Linked DNA regions of Zea mays: region 1 is linked to region 2. The links are chromatin contacts, called in public Hi-C maps. All regions are on one chromosome and are shown on one strand. The core of a region is the stretch at or near the end of the contact, and the rest is flanking DNA. Distances in the headings are between cores, read along the strand shown. Region 1 holds the start of LOC100193273 (Ribonucleoside-diphosphate reductase small chain). Region 2 holds the start of LOC100280420.

What was found. A called contact is a pair of places that touch in the nucleus more often than the background predicts.
Region 1: a Hi-C map of leaf shows a contact between it and region 2, with 2.0 times the contacts expected there. The contact joins the promoter of LOC100193273 here to the promoter of LOC100280420 in region 2. A contact is called at or near these places in 4 of 25 Hi-C or Micro-C datasets (endosperm, leaf and tassel).

What each region holds. Positions count from the first base shown.
Region 1 is chr6:128,956,506-128,960,324 of Zm-B73-REFERENCE-NAM-5.0, forward strand. It overlaps LOC100193273 (Ribonucleoside-diphosphate reductase small chain), which reads left to right and starts at 2,419. Exons shown (of 1, transcript NM_001138420.1): 1 at 2,419-3,819. The coding sequence starts at 2,636. The coding sequence ends at 3,655.
Region 2 is chr6:128,740,182-128,744,278 of Zm-B73-REFERENCE-NAM-5.0, forward strand. It overlaps LOC100280420, which reads right to left and starts at 1,346. Exons shown (of 42, transcript NM_001346761.1): 1 at 1,132-1,346; 2 at 941-1,019; 3 at 677-754; 4 at 494-574; 5 at 154-230; 6 at 13-67. The coding sequence starts at 1,242.

The DNA of each region.
Region 1 (3,819 bases), core at 1,169-3,668, 220 kb after region 2:
CCTGGACTGTCTGATGGGGACACCGGACTGTCCGGTGCTCCACTTGATCGTTGGCCCTCGGCCAACGTGGTAGCTAGACGTTGGTGGCCGGCACACCGGACGGTCTGTCGCTCCGCACGGACGGTCCGGTGAATTATAGTCGACGCAGGCTAGAATTCCCGAGAGCAGGCAGTTGGCCGGACCTTCCGGTGCCTCTTCAGTCCAACAACCTTTTTCCTTTTTCTTTCTTGTTTTCTTTTGCTTCTTTTGACTTGACTTCTTAGAGTCCCTGGCATTTAGACAAATATGATTAGCACACAAATAGTTAACTAACTGTCTAGAGCTTACCTTTCTACTCGGTCCGTATAGATTTGCACTATGTCCTCTTCCGAGCTCACTTTGCTTAATATACCTACGCTCATGTCTTATGTTAGTCTAAACAAAATGTGTTGAACATCTAATCACCAAAACAATATAGAAATGGCCCAAAGGCACATTTCCCTTTCAACCATAAGTAGTAAACGGTGGCTCATTGGGGAAGTAAGAACCAAAGCCACTGACACAGGGTCCTTGGCCATATGGCACACGACAAGCACCCCATCGGGCACGACCACCACATGGTCTCACTGCCTGAGGCCTGGCAACAAGAGTACAACAGTTGGTTGGGTGCATCACCACACTTAGCCATTTCGTTTCTAGGCTTGGGGAAAAGGGCATGCCCCTTTACAAGCTCCTCAGGAATGGCGACCAGTTTTCTTAGACCCTATAAGTCCAGGAGGCCCTCGACCAAATAAAGCCATTCCTGACCTCACCGCCGGTGTTAGTCGCGCCCACCATAGGTGAACCTCTCCTCCATTATGGTGTCGCTACCACCCAGGTGGTCAGCGCAGCGCTCGCCGTGGAGCGGGCAAACGAGGGCCACACACTCAAAGTACAAAGGCATGTTTACTTCATCAACAAAGTACTAACCAAATCCAAGACTCGATACTCGTAGGTCCAAAAGCTGCTCTACATAGTACTCATTGCCAAAAGAAAGCTAAAACACAACTTCAATCGACGCCTCGTGTCAGTAGTTAGCTAATTTTAGTTGGTTGGACCAATTAATGAACTAATGGATGGTTGAGGGTGCAACTAATAGTCAGTTAAACTATTAGTTCGGGGTGTTTGGATGTCTTCAGCTCAAAACAACAAAGAGCATCTCCAAGGGACTCTCAATTTTTACTTTATTTACCTCTTCATAAAGATTACATTCTATATGTAGCATCTCACTCCAATAGACTCCATTTCTCATTCTCCAAATCCCAACAGCTACATTCAACTCTCTCTCCCTCCACTCACCGACGTGTGGGTCATACACATCATCTCACACTTGGCAAGTTAGTTTGGCTAGAGATGAGGCCAATTTGGAGAGTCGCATGACTTGACGAGTTAAATGGCTAGTTTGTTGGAGAGTTGTTTTACTGTTGTGTAGCTAAAATTTGGCTTGGCGAGCCATTTGGCCCGTCTCTTGGAGGTGCTCTAATAGCTGAGCTATTAGTTAAATTGTTTGGATGTATCCAACTAATTTTAGTAGCTTTAGTTATAGTGTATTCAAAAAGAGCCTGACAATAACATTTCGACCCACGTGAGGCTAGCGTCAACACTACCCCAGATCCAGCCTCATTAGACTAAAAACTCACCGCTCCAATACCCGTACATGTTGGTACAATTCCACACCCATATCCGAACCCATCGGTTATTCTATACTCGATGGGTACCCATACCTGTTTAGAATGGTGGAGCTACTCCTGTCTGCCTAACTTCGTTTATGGCAAATAAACATGTCTCGATAATTTTGTTTGTTAAACTTCCCGAGTATTTTTGATAAACTCAATCAATATTTGATTGTAAACTCGTTGAGTGTGACACTATGCCTCTGTTTGTTTCAGATTTTTTTCAGATTCTGATCACCAGAAGCTACTATGTTGTCAAACTCCCAGCCTTTCAACCCGCTTCTATGTGAATCAATTTAATCAAAACGATCCAAAGTCAACGTAAACATATAATCAACCGAGTCGTTGCGATAGTAGAAAACCGTCAATTTATACATATTAAACCCAATAAACTCTTTTATCATCTTCTGCACATAATCTTCACCATATTCAGATTATAGCTAGATTATAAAAAAAATCTCCTAAAAAAACTGAACTGAACAGCCACTATAAAAGATTACCGAAATTTGGCAGCCCAGCGAGCCTAACCGCTTCAAGGAATTTCACACTCCCAGCCCATTTTACCGAAACGGTCCTTACTACCATCTGTCAGTCAAGCTGCGCTCCGCTGCCTCAGTGGCTCTAACTGTCTAGTAAAAATATTCCGCTGAAATTTTCAACCACTCCACAAAAAAAAAACTGATTTTTTCCCCCAATCTTCCGTCGCACGGCACGGCACGGCGCGCCTCCTGTCTTCTCCCTCCAGCCCGGCTTATCCGTTCGTCGCGCGCCCCGGCCTTCTTCTCTTGCAAGCTAGCGCCAACGGGAATGCCGTTCCAATTCAAAAACTGCGGTTGAATTCCCCACCAGCCCTATAAGTTCCCCGCCTCCTTGCTCACCTCCATAAACCAACCCAAAAGCCCCCCAATTTCACGCTAGATAAACCATACCCCAACCCTCTGACGATGCCTTCTACGCCGACGCTGGTCCCTCCGTGCGACGCGGTGGAGCCACTGCTGGCGGAGTCCTCCGACCGCTTCTCCATGTTCCCGATCCGCTTCCCGCAGATCTGGGAGTTCTACAAGAAGGCGGTGGCGTCCTTCTGGACGGCCGAGGAGGTTGACCTCTCTGCCGACGCCCGGCACTGGGACGAGGCGCTGTCCCCCGACGAGCGCCACTTCATCTCTCACGTGCTCGCCTTCTTCGCCGCCTCCGACGGCATCGTGCTCGAGAACCTCGCGTCCCGCTTCATGTCCGACGTGCAGGTCGCCGAGGCGCGGGCCTTCTACGGCTTCCAGATCGCCATCGAGAACATCCACTCGGAGATGTACTCGCTGCTGCTCGAGACCTACATCCGCGACGACGTCGAGAAGGACCGCCTCTTCCGCGCCATCGATACGGTGCCCGCGGTCCGGCGCAAGGCGGACTGGGCCATGCGCTGGATCGACGGCGGGGAGCGCTTCGCCGAGCGCCTCGTTGCCTTCGCCTGCGTCGAGGGCATCTTCTTCTCGGGCTCCTTCTGCGCCATCTTTTGGCTGAAGAAGCGCGGGCTCATGCCGGGCCTCACCTTCTCCAACGAGCTCATCTCCCGCGACGAGGGCCTGCACTGCGATTTCGCCTGCCTCCTCTACGATGTCCTACGCAGCAAGCTCGACGAGGCCCGCGTGCGCACGATCGTCGCTGACGCCGTCGACATCGAGCGCGAGTTCGTCTGCGACGCCCTCCCTGTCTCCCTCGTCGGCATGAACGGGGACCTCATGAGCCAGTACATCGAGTTCGTGGCCGACCGCCTGCTCATGGCGCTCGGGTGCAAGAAGATGTACAACGTGACCAACCCCTTCGACTGGATGGAGCTCATCTCGCTGCAGGGAAAGACCAACTTCTTCGAGAAGCGCGTCGGTGACTACCAGAAGGCCTCCGTCATGAACAGCCTCAACGGCAGCGCCGCCGCCAACCACGTCTTCAGCATCGACGAGGACTTTTGAGTTGGCGCGCATGATCTATTTCGCAGATAATCTTAGGATTTCCGTGAGCTGCGTGGTGCTGTTTCCTTCTGTTTTACGGGTTCTTGTTCCTGATGTAATGTTTAATCAATTTCCCGTTACACCGGAAGCTGTAAATTGGGACTAATCGGGACCAATATAACGAG
Region 2 (4,097 bases), core at 96-2,595:
TTTCTAACTTACCATGGAAAAATTTGCTAGCTTTTTCTGCTATGTCCTGTCTCCCAGATGCAACAATCTGGCATATACAAAGTAAATAGTGATAAGAGAAAGGGAGAATAAAGATGCATAGTATTCAGATTCCCAATATGCTGTACTGCTTACAATAATCTGTTGCTTTAATTCATCAGATAAACCAGTGAAAATGTATCCATCCAGAAGGAAGACATCCTTCTTCTGATCTGTACGGTAAATTAAGTTAGCTAAGATCATACATTTGACCATGTGGATCTCAATGGGGGTATATAAATGATAGCATTCAAATTATCAAATATACTCACTCGAAAAATCAAGTAACATCTAATCTCAAACAATTAAACTTGAAAAATTTACGGTTTAAATGTGAGATCTGCTATGTCGAAAACATAAAAGTGCAACTAGAGCTCTTGGCACAGTAGCCCTTGCTGGCTGGGAAGCGAATGACATGGCATGCAAAGCATTTTACCTGTAAGCTCCTGCTCCAGCTTCTCCAACTGACTAGGCAGCAATGTCGAATGAATCAATACAATAGAACCCGCGCATAACCCTAAAATGCTCAAACAAACAGTATATATAAGTTGTACAGTATCTTGTAGATAGTTAAGCTGGCCAGCAGCAGTCAACAGAATGACTCAAGTCAAGCACGTACCTTTCGCGATCCCCTCAACCCCGAAGAACAACTCGTCAACCCCACCAGCATCGCTTAGCACGACGACCAGCGCAGCATCTGCGGTTAACGAAAGACGCGATCAGCTGCCCGATGACCCGACACCTCGATATTCCAACAAATGCATCGCAGGAAGCATAGCAGCTACTCCACAGTTCCACACCCACCAACCCAAATAGGCACACATCACGCACAGACACAACTGATCGAATCGAACAGTATTGGAGCCCAAGAGGGCAGACTCACCTCGCGCGGCTTCCACTGGGCTCGCGCACTGGAGGAGGCCATTCAACTCCGCGAGCGCCGCAGAAGGCGACCGTTCCGCCTGTGCGCAAGTCACTAATTAGATACGCGTCATCATACCGGAGAAGTTCTAGCGCGAAACTTGGGGAGGAGGAAGAGCGGAAGGTTGGCGATCCGGTCGAGCAGATACTGACCTCGGGGGTGAAGGAGCGGACGCAAGCGCCGGAGCGGAGGAAGGAGGCAGCTAGCTCAACGCTGAGCTCGTCCAGGCCGATGAAGGCCACGGGGGCCGCGGTCAACGACATCGCACCGTGCGGGTGGGTTCTCTGCTCCCGCCGGCGACGACTCGAAGCAGGCAAGCAGCCGAGACCGAGAGCAGAGCAAAGCAGATCGAGTGAGAAGCGAAGTGCGCCGGCACGAGAATTGCCAATGTTGGTGGATTTTTCTCGGGTTGTCCGTGCCACTGGCAGGTGGGACCTTTGCCAAGGGCCAGTCTGCCAGACGATGACATCGACAACAGCTTGGATTCCGGCAGGGGTGGGCAAAACTTTAATCGAATCAAAAAGTCGTTTAACCAAAATTTCGTGAATCGTGATCAATTCGGTGAATATTTTGGTGATACTCAGTTAACCAAAAATAATTCGATTTTAAGTTGCCATTAACCGAATTAACCATTTTAAACACTAAAATTGCATTTATTTGCATGTGCATATTTATATAAGACTAACTTGTTTGGTTCTATACTAAGATTGTTTAAGGCTAGGCGCTTTAATTCTGTGTCGTTGCCACGTCGTAGAGAATTTTGTCATACTTTTAGAAGTTATTGACGAGTAAAGTCTAGTAACAGAAGAAAAATCTTGGCACAACCGTTGTTACAAACCAAACATATGCCTAATTATGTAAAACTTGTCTAACCTTAGACATAGTAAAGTATGGCAACTGATGCAGCAAACCAAACACATGTACTTCTTTCTTGGTAGATGGTTTTTAACATAGTTATGTTGTCAAATTGTCTCTCGTAGAAGTGCAATTAGGGGTGGTAATGGATCGTGATCCAAATAGTTCTTCACAAAATGTCAAGGACCTAAATAAATTATAGTTCAAAAATGACTAGAAATAAAGCCCGATCCTAACCCGCTTCGATCCTTAAATCTTATAATGCAAAAATTATAGACCATTGTCAGCCGTAAGTGCAATATGTATTTCGGTTAATCGATTATTTGAACAGATTTGACCGAAACCGATTTTGGTGGTCTATAGTTCTTTGAAATAAATTCGGTTATTAGGAGTGAGTGGCCTCTATTATCTTCCTTATTTTTTCTTCTTTTTGTACTTAATGTCAAAAGAAGAGAAATTTTAAAAAAATAAACAGATATAACTTTTCAACATTATGGAGGAATTATACGTGTTATATATGTTTGTGAGGTTGAGTGTCTCAAACTCTTATTTTGGTTCGCTGCATTGAACCTCTATGTTTGGATATGGACATATATTAGGTTTACTGTAGTTGTTTTCTAAAAGCTAGTTTGGTAACACCATTTTTCTAAGGCTACGTTTGTTTCCCTTCAGCGGATCCGAACCCGAACCAAAAACCCGATCTAGACCTGAACTCCGTGGTGGGGGGAAATCCGATGGGGACCCGAAAACCGAAGGGACTCAAGAACCGAGTCATGTAGACACAAATAGCAGTCCAACACATTCCAAAATACAAACAACAGAGAACATACTGCTCTTTACCAATATATAATTATGTCGGAGAGGAAATTCTCTGGCCGGATGGCGGAACGCACCCGCCCTAAATCCTAAGATGAGGAAGTGCCTAAGCGTTTTGCCTATCGATCGGAAGGTGGAAGAACACAAGAAGACACAAGGATTTAGAGTGGTTTGGGCCGCCGGAGCGTAATACCTTACTCCACTGTGTGTTGTATTAAGTCTATGAGCTTGAGAGCTTGTATGAACTTGTGAGTCTGAGAGTCTGAGTGAATCTTCCTTGTAACGTCGTGTGCCTTCCCTTTCATAGCTCAAGGGAGGCACATATAAGGATGCTGAGCCCCGACACGTGGGCCCAGGAACATAACGGAAGGAATATATTATAGGAGTAACTAACGTCTGTGCAATCTCCTAGCGCCCTGATGTCTGCAGTCCACGCAGTTTTGATATGTGGCGGTTGCTTCCTTGGTAACGCGCGAGTAACAATGAGCATAGTGCATGCAGCAGTATGGATGTACTGCCTGCCAATGGAATGGACAGGCACGCCACCTGCGGAATGGACTGGTCGCTGCCTGCCAGCGGAATGGACAGGGCTCAATAAATGCGGAGGCGGCACATCGCCTGCCAGTGGAATGGACAGGGTCATTAAATGCTGAGGCGGCACATCGCCTGCCAGTGGAATGGACAGGCGGCGCACCTTATCCGCAATAAATGCAGAGACCACGCAGTCCTGAGGCCTTACGTCAGGCTCCGCCCATTGGCTTTCGTCACGTGTAGTAGGCCACGCGGCAGCATCGGGTCTCCGCCTAGGCGGGGAGCAGAAGCGTATACGATAAGGTCTGGACACGTGCCGGCTCCGGACCCCGTCTGGCCTTGATTAAGGCCTGGGCATTCTCTGTCCTAGAATCCCGGGACCCTGCTTTGAGCGGCCCGGACCCCACATAGAGGGGCCCGGACCCCATCCTAGGGGTTCGGTTTGCGCCCGTGGGAGTCCTGGACCTTACCCGGAGGCCCGGTCTGTATATACAGGGGTCCGACACTTTTCCATGGGGGTCCGGACTCACTGTTGATACCTTAGAGTATATCATCTTCTCTGGCCACGTGGCGGCCTCGGAACCGTCCACGTGGAGGGGTCGGGTGCTGCCGCTGGCCCAGTGTAGTTGCCCGAGACTAGGGCGAGCCATGGTCTGGTCCCACGCACAACTCCTTTACTACGCGACTAAAGATAGTCGCGTGGGTTCTGCGTCTTCATACGGCAGTAAGGGGTACCCCTGTTTTAGGGTCCTGACAGTGGCCCCCGGGCCCACCTCAGGGGAGGATGTGAGCCTGCAGGTGGGGCCAATAGCCTGATTGGTGATTGGTGCGCCGCTTCCGTGCGTCTGCTAACGTACTACCCGTCAATCCGCCTTCGGTCACGCCAACTGCCATATTTGTCTCCGCGGCTGATTGA